Regions from separate parts of the Gossypium hirsutum genome. Here region 2 is linked to region 1. The links are chromatin contacts, called in public Hi-C maps. All regions are on one chromosome and are shown on one strand. The core of a region is the stretch at or near the end of the contact, and the rest is flanking DNA. Distances in the headings are between cores, read along the strand shown. Region 1 holds the start of LOC107942364 (60S ribosomal protein L38). Region 2 holds the start of LOC107894142 (protein FAR1-RELATED SEQUENCE 12).

Evidence for each region. A called contact is a pair of places that touch in the nucleus more often than the background predicts.
Region 2: a Hi-C map of leaf shows a contact between it and region 1, with 2.3 times the contacts expected there. The contact joins the promoter of LOC107894142 here to the promoter of LOC107942364 in region 1. A contact is called at or near these places in 5 of 34 Hi-C or Micro-C datasets (callus and leaf).

What each region holds. Positions count from the first base shown.
Region 1 is chrA02:27,484,233-27,489,738 of Gossypium_hirsutum_v2.1, forward strand. It overlaps LOC107942364 (60S ribosomal protein L38), which reads left to right and starts at 3,921. Exons shown (of 3, transcript XM_016876016.2): 1 at 3,921-4,079; 2 at 5,155-5,338; 3 at 5,490-5,506. The coding sequence starts at 4,077.
Region 2 is chrA02:27,846,446-27,852,022 of Gossypium_hirsutum_v2.1, forward strand. LOC107894142 (protein FAR1-RELATED SEQUENCE 12) reads left to right here and starts at 1,812. Exons shown (of 4, transcript XM_016819364.2): 1 at 1,812-1,982; 2 at 2,896-3,440; 3 at 5,061-5,261. The coding sequence starts at 1,928. The coding sequence ends at 5,255.

The sequences.
Region 1 (5,506 bases), core at 2,671-5,170:
CTGCTGGATTCCCTGTTCTGTTTTTAGAAAATCATTATAAATTGTACAAAAATGATTATAAGATAAAATTTATATGCTTAGACTCCTTAATGAGTCTAGTTTCAAATGAGATTAAATACAACACATTTGGAATTCTGTAAAGTGAGAAATTGGATTCGTAGTGAAGAGTGGTCAGAATAGTCAAACAGTGAAATAGGGGAAACTTTAAGAAAAATCTGGTATTGATTGGCCAAGCCTAAAATTCTGAAAATTTTATGGATGGAAGATATACGAGTCTATATTCAGGGAAAATTAACGGCAAGTGATTTGGAGTTTAGTAGCTCCAGTTATAAGTAATTTAGTAACTACTGCTCAGGAAAACAGCTCGTAGTGAATATGTGATTTTGTTGTAAACATTAATGAAAGTTTGCCGATGAATTATTTATTGATTAATATAAAGCTTGCTATAATCTATGTGTGTGAAAGTCGGATCAATATATATAATATTATTCTGAAAGTAATACTTGAATAGTCGATTAATGACTATTTTAAATTTTGTTGAACTTAAGCTCAAGAGCAAAGGGGAACTAGATCCGATAAAGGGAAGGAAAAAGTAATTGAATAGCCGTTGAAGTCGTTCGACGACATTTGAGGTAAGTCTTCGAGTAATGACCCTACTTGAATTATATTGAAATGAATAGTCATACTATGACGGATAGTCGAAAGTGCTTAGAGACTATGTTATAAAGCCAATTGAAATTATGCTCTTTGTGTGCGGCTACTGAGCCGAAATTTGAAAGGTTTAATAAATGTTTTGTGTTTGAGCCTTAGTAACGAAGAAATGATATGGATGTGTTATGATTATTGATATATGTGTGCATGAGCATTGGAATATATCCGGGCTAAGACCCGAAGGCAATTATGCGAGTTAATATATCCGGGCTAAGACCCGAAGGCAATTATGCGAGTTAATATATCCGGGCTAAGACCCGAAGGCAATTATGCGAGTTGATATATCCGGGCTAAGACCCGAAGGCAATTATGCGAGTTAATATGTCCGGGCTATGACCCGAAGGCAATTATGCGAGATGATATATCCGGGCTAAGACCCGAAGGCAATTATGCAAGTTGATATGTCCGGGTTAAGACCGGAAGGCAAATGTGTTTGCGGTTGTATTCGGTTAAATACCGAAGAAACTTGGGTTTGAATGTGAGCGTTTTGTGCTGTAACTAATTCAATAAATATGCTCGACCAACCCGAACGATAAGGTATGTTGCATGTGCATTGGAAAAGTCGATTCGTTTTAAATAGTATTCGTGCGATCGGCTAACGAATTTTCGGCTTTTAGAAAGGTTGATACCTTGTGTATATATGTTGATGAAGTGTGAAGTAAGTAGGATTATGAGAATGTGTGTAAATAAAATGACTTAGTTAGCTATGTGAATGTAATACTGTAGTCAAAGCCGATTTCATTACTTGAGACTTACTAAGCTTAAAAATGCTTACCCGGTTGCTTTGGCTCTCTGTTTTATAGATTTTGTTCGTTAGCTATCGGATTCGGGATCAGCGAAGTCGAAGTCATCTACACTATCAAGCTCTTTTGGTACTCTTTAGTTGAACTCTGGATATGGCATGTATAGGATTACCCCCTGTTGTTTAAGTTCTTTTGTGATGTATGTGTGTAAAGCTATGCGAAAATGGCTTGTAGATGTGGAGTATGGCATTAGACCATTTGTGTTTATGTATGTATATATATGGTTTCACGATGTGACTATGGATTGAAATGGAAGTGTTGGGCTAATGATCAGCCATTGGAATGGCTAAATATGATCACATGTGGACCTATGTATGGCAAAACCCTAGTTGGTCCATGGTAACCACAAAATAGGTAAAGTTTATCTTGAAAACAGATTTTGACAGCAACAGTGGTGTAGAATTGAAAAATCACATAAATTCGTAGGAGTGGAATTAAATAGTGAATAAATTATGTAATCGAACCTTGATGAATCTACTTTCATATGGAAGTAACGAAACAATTATAGGAATAGTACAGAAAGAGATATTCGGGTTCTTGTGGAACAGGGCCAGAACAGTTTCTGGATTCACTGTTCCGCCTTTGGAAATTCACTATAAATTGACCAGAGATAATTAGGGGTCATACCATATATGTATGGATTCCTCTCTGAGTCTAGTTTCCATAGAAACAAACGGCATTAGTATTGAAGCCCTGTGCAGAGAGATATCCCAGTCGTAATGGGAAAAGGTCAGTGTAGTCGACCCCTGTAACATGAGAGACTTTGACTAATAAACTGTACTAATTGGCCCAACCAAAAATTCTAGAAAAAAATATATAGGTGGGGACATGAGTCTAGTTTCAGGGAAAAATCACAAAACTGATTTTCGAGTTGTGAAACTCAAGATATGATTTTTGAAGCGACTAGTACTCAGACTGGGCAGTGTCTGGAAAAATTTTTAAAGGTCTGTCAACACCTCGTATTCGACTCCGGTGACGGTCTCGGGTTCGGGGCGTTACAATTGAAGTAGTTTTGCAAAAGCAGAATAAGAATATGAAATCTTTCGCTAAGTCCCGACATTGATTATGAAAAGATATAATATTTTTTTGTGGTGAATGCAATAACTTTTAGATATATTATTAAATTGACAATTCATAAAAGATTTAACTTGCGTCTAATGGTTATTGTTACAACATTTTATGAATCACTATATAGTAAAGTTTGTATTAAAATCCTTGAAGGATTTAGGATGCTAGAAGCATATTGAAATTCTCGAAAAATTGTTCATTTATATGAATTGAAATAATTTAAACACATGTGGTAAATTTGACTTAGTGAATAGTAGTTGAAGGAGGATTATAAAATGATCCAAAATACCTATTTGCGCTTTTATAAAAGAATAATCATTAAAGTTTATTATGATTATTGTTGAATCTCCTAAAGAAATCAAATTATATTTTTCCCAAAATTTTCTCACTCATGACTTTTAAAAGAATGATGATATAAATGCTTAGCAATACATTCAAATAGTCATTTGAAAAACTAGTATTCAAGATTAAATACGTAGAATATGAGAAAATATGTGATGTTTTCATGGGGGGAGTAAATACGCGTTGCACTCTTTTTTCCTTAATTGAGGTTTTGTCCCATTGGGTTCTTCTGATAAGGTTTTGAATGAGGCATCATATTATGCGTATTATAGATTGTGTACTATTTTTCCTTCATTAGATTTTGATCCCATAGGGCTTTTCCTAATAAGGTTTTAACGAGGCACATTATCTACCAATGAATATTTAAGGAGGAGTGTTATAAATATCTTATTAAGTGGATGACCATCATGATCAAGATAAAGTTTTTACTTTAAATTCTAATAGTTATTAGAATTAGATCTCTACTTCTTTTATACTTTTTATGCCTATAAATAGAGATTCTGATAAAGTATTGTAATAATACATTTGATCAATAAAGTACATTCTATATTGCTTTCATATTTTCTTTGTTCTTCATTTTTTCCATCTCTCTTTATTTTATAACAATTAACAAATTTTTCACACTCACTCTTGGTCATCCTCCATAAGCAAAGCTTAAACCCGGCCCATTAAACCTTTGAGACTGATTTTATAATTTTAAGATAATAATTTTTTTATATTTATAATTTTAAGTATAATTGACTATTAAAATAAAATAAATTTTTAAATAAAAAACTAAGACTAGATTTGAATGTGTTTTCTTAATAAAAATAAAATCCGGTCTAATTTGGATTTGAGCCCGGTTTAAACCCAGATTTGAATGTGTTTTCTTAATAAATCTAAAATCCGGTCCAATTTGGGTTTAAGCCCGGTTTAAACCCACTCGTCTTCTTTCTCTAAGCTTCAACTATAACCAACTAAGCAATGTTATTCCATTTGTAGCCCAATAGTTAAAGCCTGCCCAATAAAAATTTATAATTTGCAAGGGAAAATTTCTAGGGTTTTGTCATGGGCCTCTATATTAATTGAATATAGAAGAATTAGGGTTTGGTGCTATATTTTTGTTTGTGTTTTACTGAAGTCAGGAAGCTCTCCACAAAGCTTCTATCGAAAATGGTAAAACCCGATTTTCTCTCTTCAATCATCTCCTTAGATCTCTGAATCTGTTCTTTTTCCGATGCTCTATCTGTCATTGTTGTATTTGCTGATGATAATTTATGCTTCAGATGCTTGTTCTTGGTTTGTGTTGTTCTGTTTTTTTGGCTTCCTTGTTCCAGATTTCAATTTTTCTTTTGAATTTGTGTTTAGGAAGGTAACTGAGGTGGTTTTTTTTTTTTTTTTTTGGCTTTACGTGTTCTAGAGATTTCAGAACTGTGATAACTATCACTTTCAGTTGATAGTTTTCTCAATTTGAATTATTCAATAATTTTTGGATGAATTATTTTGCGAACTTGTTCATGTACAAAGTATCATGCCTCTATTTGGCACAGGTTTTTTTTAAGCGCTTTGCTGGAACTTTGCAAGTTAATATAAATGTGTTTTTCTTTGTATTAAAAGATCAAGTTGTTTTGATGTTCTACAAGTTCTAGGATAATGAATTTGTAAGAAATTTCAATCGTTGTATCAGTTGTTCGTGTTTTTAATATGAATCGCTTGTCTGCTGTTGAATGATTTATTGTTTCCATCTTGGTGTTTTCTCCTTATAATTTGATCCATCTTAGGATTTCTGTTTGTATAGACTCTTGAATAATGATTTCTATGCTTGGGTCTGACTCTTCATTGGTATGATAGGTTGTACCATTTAAATGCTTTAAGACATTGTTATAAGGTTCATGCATCCTTATCAAAATTTTGAATATCTTTTAGCTTGTTATGTGAATCCAAGATATAGATACATACCAGTGCCTGGAGCCAATACCCAAGTCCATGTCACAAAGAAGTATGTAATGTGATCAATCAATTTATGTCCATTTATTTCTTAATTGCAATGTAATCAAAGGACTTGTATGGGTAATGAGAAAAAAAGTCAGTAGTAATTGGAATGGTCAGTGGAAATGAGATGGTTGAACCTGGCATAAAAGTTAAAGTATTTGCATATGTTGTTACTCAATCCTGTATCTAATGCTCATATGCAAACACAGGTTTATTTTATAGGTTTCTGTATTAAATGAATGTTTTTTCTTTTGTGCAGCCAAAGCAAATTCATGAGATCAAGGACTTCCTTCTCACTGCCAGAAAGAAAGGTGCATGCTCTGTAAAAATCAAGAAGAGCAGAGACGTTGTAAAGTTCAAAGTTCGCTGTTCAAAGTACTTGTATACACTTTGTGTGTCTGATGCTGAGAAGGCTGATAAGTTGAAGCAGTCTCTCCCTCCAGGTAAAAAAGCATACATGTTGCAGAGCCTTTTTCATTTTTGGATCAAACTAGCAGAATGAACAAATAAAATGTTAAAATCATAAATGCTAGATAAGTAGCAGAAACTAACCATTGTTCTTGACCGCATTTCTCTTTTGTCTTGGGTTTGCAGGTTTGAGTGTCCAGGAC
Region 2 (5,577 bases), core at 562-3,061, 360 kb after region 1:
TTTCGTGCCTGTGTAACTCTCTGACTTGGGTCACACAGCCAAGCCACACTCCCGTGTTCCTATTTTTGTGTTCATGTAACTCTCTGACTTGGGTCACACGACCAAGCCACACTGTAGATTTAGGCTAATAAACTGTTATGCTATGTTTTCTACAATTGAATGTTATATTAAATATGTTTTTGTGTTAAGACCACATTGAGCTTCACAATTCATTCTTTAGTTTTCCATCATTCTAGATAACTCGTGAGGTTAGGGCTCGGACTTGGCATTTAGAGGACCGGCGTTGAATTTTACCAAAAATAACACAAAACATATTTATTTTTATTTCCAACTTATTTCATATTTTTGCATGGTTTTGTTTTGGTGCAAACGACTGTGGCATGGACTTGATTATTTTATTAGTTTAGACTTTATTATTTCATTATATCATTTAAATCGAGTAATGATAGATAATGTGTTTAATAATGATTAAGTAGTGTTTAAATTTTAAAATAATGAATAACACTTTAGAATTAAGTTATCAACCATATTATATATATTATAGAATAAAATGCTAATTTTTATCCCAACATAATTCGATTTTTATCCCAACATATTATATATATTATATAACGACTTCAAACCTAGCGATTTGATTTCTAAATCGGTTCCGAACTGAAATGATAATGTTTTGGTAAAAACTCATTAAAAGCAAACTATGATTTTTTGATTGACAGACAAGTTGGTTAAATAAAAATGATTTTTGATGAATACTGAAACTAAACGTTTTACTGAGTTATTTCAATGGTTGATGTATCTTTCATGATGTGGCCAATGTAATCTTTCATGATTTGATCATAACGTCTAAGTCGAGTTGGAGAGGCTACAATTAAATCAATATATTATGTAAAAGTTGAGAGCTAAACTTGTTATTATACCGATTTTTTTAACTACCATGTCAGCTTATCGTTTGTGATTTTAATGTGAATGATCAGAATGGCCAAACTACATAATGTGGGTGCTTAAATTGCAAAATTTTTATTTTGGGTGCCCAAAATGAAAATTTTTTATTGTTAAATGACCGTTTGTGTAGTTTGCGCTTTATAAAAATATAAAATGTCAAAAACACCTACATAATTATATAACTTTGCAAATAAATTTTTTTTGATAATTCCCTAATTGAATTGGGGTCCAATGATTGACACCAACTCGATAAAAGGGCTTTATAAATAGCAAGTATAAATACAATTAATCGAGATAATAAAATATGTATAATATTAAAATATAAATATTATGATAGAATAAAATTTTGGTTTAGTAGTAAAATTTAATGTTTTATTAACTTAAATAATATTAATTCAAATTCAACCTCAGAATTTTTAATTACAGAACAATTTTTCATAATTATTTTGATGGAGTTGGTATTGATGGAATCACTTAAATAATAATATAAATATTTAAAAAATTATTTATAATAATTTATTTAACTTAAAATATTCATAAACTGTTTATCAAACTTTCCGTAAACCGCGAAAAAAGAAAACGGAATGGACTTTGGAGGTATAGGCTTGAGGCATAGTCTACTTAACAAACACGTGTCAACATTCAACTTGAGTATAAAAAATGTTTGACTTTGTATTTACTGAAACCAATCTACGCTTGCCACGTCACATTCTTTTGCGTCCCTATAATTCTCGACCCTGATCTCGCACCCCAAAAGTCTCGCCCCTTCTTTTCCTTTACCTAAATCCTAATCGATTGTCACAATTTCATCTCATTAAGGCTGAAATTTCTAGTAAGTTCTTTTTTTTGTTTAGTTTTAATTCTTAGTCAATTTAAGTTATATATTTCAGTAATTTGATTAGGTTTTTATTAATGTTCGATTCGGAGTCCCAATTGTTGAACATGCTCTTTTTTTTCGTTTGAATTATTAATTTACTCTGTTTGGATGCCGGGAAAATGCAAGTGGAAGCGAGAAACTTTAGAGTTTCAATTTTTATTAGGTTTTAATTTGTTTTGTTCGTTCTGGTATTTTTTTTTAAATTCCCCCCTTTTAAGAATGCAATATTTGCAAGTATAGCATTAGGGCCTTAGGTTGTAGAATTAATTGATGATATCAAGTAAATTTGTGATCAAAACCTGTTTGGGGGTAGGAAAATAAAGGAAATTTTTTTATATAAAAGAGGAAAAAAGAGCTGAATTATTCCAGAGTTAACTCCAATCAGGACTCGAGAAATAAACATTGTATTTTCTTTTTGTTCCTTTTTCTTTTTATTATTTCATTCTTAAGAAGTTTATAATTTACACTTAAGTATTAGAAACAAGAAATATGCTTCCTTTATGCCTTATCTATTTTGGCCTATGTTAATTGGTAGCCCACCCCCCCTCCCCCCCAACAACCACCACCAATAATAATAATAATAATAATAATAATAATAATAATATTAATAATAATAATTTCATATATTTGTAGGGTCTTTGTAAACTTCTGTCACCATACTGGAGTCTGTATATACATCGGACACGGTTTCTTCCTAGAAAAATTAAGAGTTGTAGCAACATGGTTCTTGGTTGTAAGACTCATTGTAGGTTCTATTCTGGAGCATTGTGTTAAGTAAATTTTATTTTTGTTTTCTATTCCTTTATTTTCATCGTGGATCCAATCTATGCTCTTGATGATTGGTTGGAATCTGGAAGCAAGAGAAGAAAAAAGTTTGAAACAACCACTAGTTATAATGTTATATTGCTTTGTAATATAAAGTTTGATCGGTAACTAGATGGTCTATTGGTAACTGTTAATTTCAATGTGCCAAGAACTTTTGGACCTCAATAGGAAATATAAAGTTTAACTTTGTATATTTGCATTCTTATCTTTTCATCTGCTAGCAATAATTAGAAAAAGGCTTGTTCTTGCAGTGGAGCTTGGGGTTCATGGTGATGTTAATGGTGACATGGTACTGAATTCCGTCCAAGCAGAGGCTAGTAGCATGGAAAATGAAAATGAAACAGGAGAAAATCCTGTTGAAGAAACGTTTCAACAGGAATTGAATGAAAAAGTGGAGCAAATTTCTCCAGGAAGGGATGACATCCCAGAGGGTATTCCGGCTGATGAGCCTTACGTGGGTCAGGAATTTGAATCTGAGGCAGCTGCACATGCTTTTTATAATGCGTATGCCACAAGGGTGGGATTCATCATTCGGGTAAGTAAACTTTCCCGTTCAAGGCGTGATGGATCTGCTATTGGTAGGGCACTTGTTTGCAACAAAGAAGGTTTTAGAATGCCTGACAAGCGAGAAAAAATTGTGAGGCAAAGGGCAGAGACGAGGGTTGGATGCAGGGCAATGATTTTGGTGAGGAAAGTAAGTTCCGGCAAATGGGTTGTCACGAAATTTGTTAAGGAGCACACTCACCCTCTGGCGCCCGGAAAAGGTCGTAGGGATTGCATTTATGATCAATATCCGGTGAGTTTTTATCCTCCTGTCATAATGTAACTACACTTTCTATTGAAGTTATACGCTATGCATGTTTGTGCGTTGTAAGTTATTATCATAAGCATCGGTACTTTTTTTTTGTTTTAGCATGGTTATCTTACTTCGAAATTAGAAATTATAAAAAAATAAAATAAAATTCCCACTAAATAATGCTTTTGCCAAAGGTATATGTTAACCATGATGGAAGCATCTTAAATAGCTGGCTATCAGAGGATTAATGGTGCTCCTAATATGAATTATGGTCAGATGCTGAGTGGTATTGGGCAGCATTAAGTGTAAGAAAAGATGGATGCATTGATATATTATTCAAGAAACAAACATGGCAAATGAAAGTTGATTCTAATTTGGCCGTTTAATAGTTAATAATATAAAGTTCAGAATGACTATTAATTAATTTCTATTAAATAAGACCAATTTGCTTATAGTTGCCTATATCTTTTACCATGCCTAGAATATATTGTTGTGATAATCAATGGATGATGATGTATGTGGCTTCGTCCATGTGTTTTAACTATTGAGGTAGAGTCCCAAATGCCACTACAAGAGCTTAATGAAATGAAACAAAAAGTTCGTTCTAGTTATTAATCTCCATTCTGCAACACATGGAGTCTTTTTGCACAAGTTCTTGAAATGCACTAGTCCTGCCAGATAACTCTGCATTTCCACTCGAGTTCAAAAAGGTCCCTTTGATGATAATTTTGTCCTTTTTCCATGGTAAATGATAGTGTAGGTTTCTTTGATAGCGTAGGCTTTGATTCTTTTTGTTAGTTGCCTTGTTTTGGGGCATCTTAAAATGGTAAAGGGATGGGTATTATGTGATGAAGGGAGTACAAGGCATTCAAAATACTAGCATGTTATATAAGAATTAAAATTATAAATTTCTGAATCATTTAGCAATTTATTAATGTATATGCCTGCCTGCCTTGCACTGTTGCCTTTAAAAAAACAACAGATGTTTTATTCTTGTGTGCTGTAGTACTTACTGGAGCTGTAGTAACAATTTTTTTTGAAGTAGAGCGTTTTGGGAAATGCTGTTCTATGGACACTATTTGACATAACCGAAAATGTTGTTTCTTTTGTAATGTCGTTGATCTTGTCAAGAAACTTACTACGCTCTTATAACTTCAGTATTTTAGCCTCTAAAAACTCATTTTCAGCTTTTGTACAAAATTAATAAATGTCTTTTGTTATTGCTTCTAATGTTTTCTTGACCATTTTAATGGTTATGTATTAATGTCTTTGAGCCCTTAATGATGGAGATCTGAATTTCTTTGAATCTATGGTTGAGGCCTCATTTTGGTGTGTCAATTAGAGCCTTTATCCTCAAGTTTTTGCTATTGCCTTGGTGGACACAAAGCTTTGTTTCATGTTTTAACTGGTCAAATGGCCAGGTTCACATCCAACTTGTGTTAAATACTGAAAATTTCATTTTGAGCCTCTGCAGTTTTGTCTAGTACCACTCATGTATGTCTGCCGCTGTTTGTACTAGACAAGTTAATATTAAATGCTCTTAAGTTGAAGTCATGTGTTTCAATAATGTCATTCATTACCTGTACTGAAACTAGTTTATCTATCTTGTTTTTGTTGCAGAATGAACATAATAAAATCCGAGAATTAACACAGCAGCTGGCCATTGAGAAAAAGAGAGCTGCAACTTATAAAAGACATCTAGAATTGATTTTTGAGCAAATTGAGGAGCACAATGAGAGTCTATCAAAGAAGATCCAGCACATAGTCGACCGTGTGCGTGAAATTGAGAGCAAAGAGCAACAGAGCCGTGTATAGTTCCTGGTTAGCTTTTCATACATCGTTGAAATATATATAAATATATAGACTGAAACCTGGTTATTGAGTAGTTGGGTAAAAATAGATGTCTTTTACGTTTTTGAGAGAATTTAGTGAGGTCTGTTGGCTGTGAAATCTAGGGTTTATACCAATTCATTAGAATTTGCCTTGTATAATTATGCTTCCAAATTTGAACCACATCAGAATTAGGGTTTATACCAAATTAAATTAGGTCAGTCAATGTACAGTTTTTTGGGGCCAAGCCTTGCTGCAACTTGTGTGAAGGGTGCCAATATATTTGTTATTGGGGGTTTTAATTTAG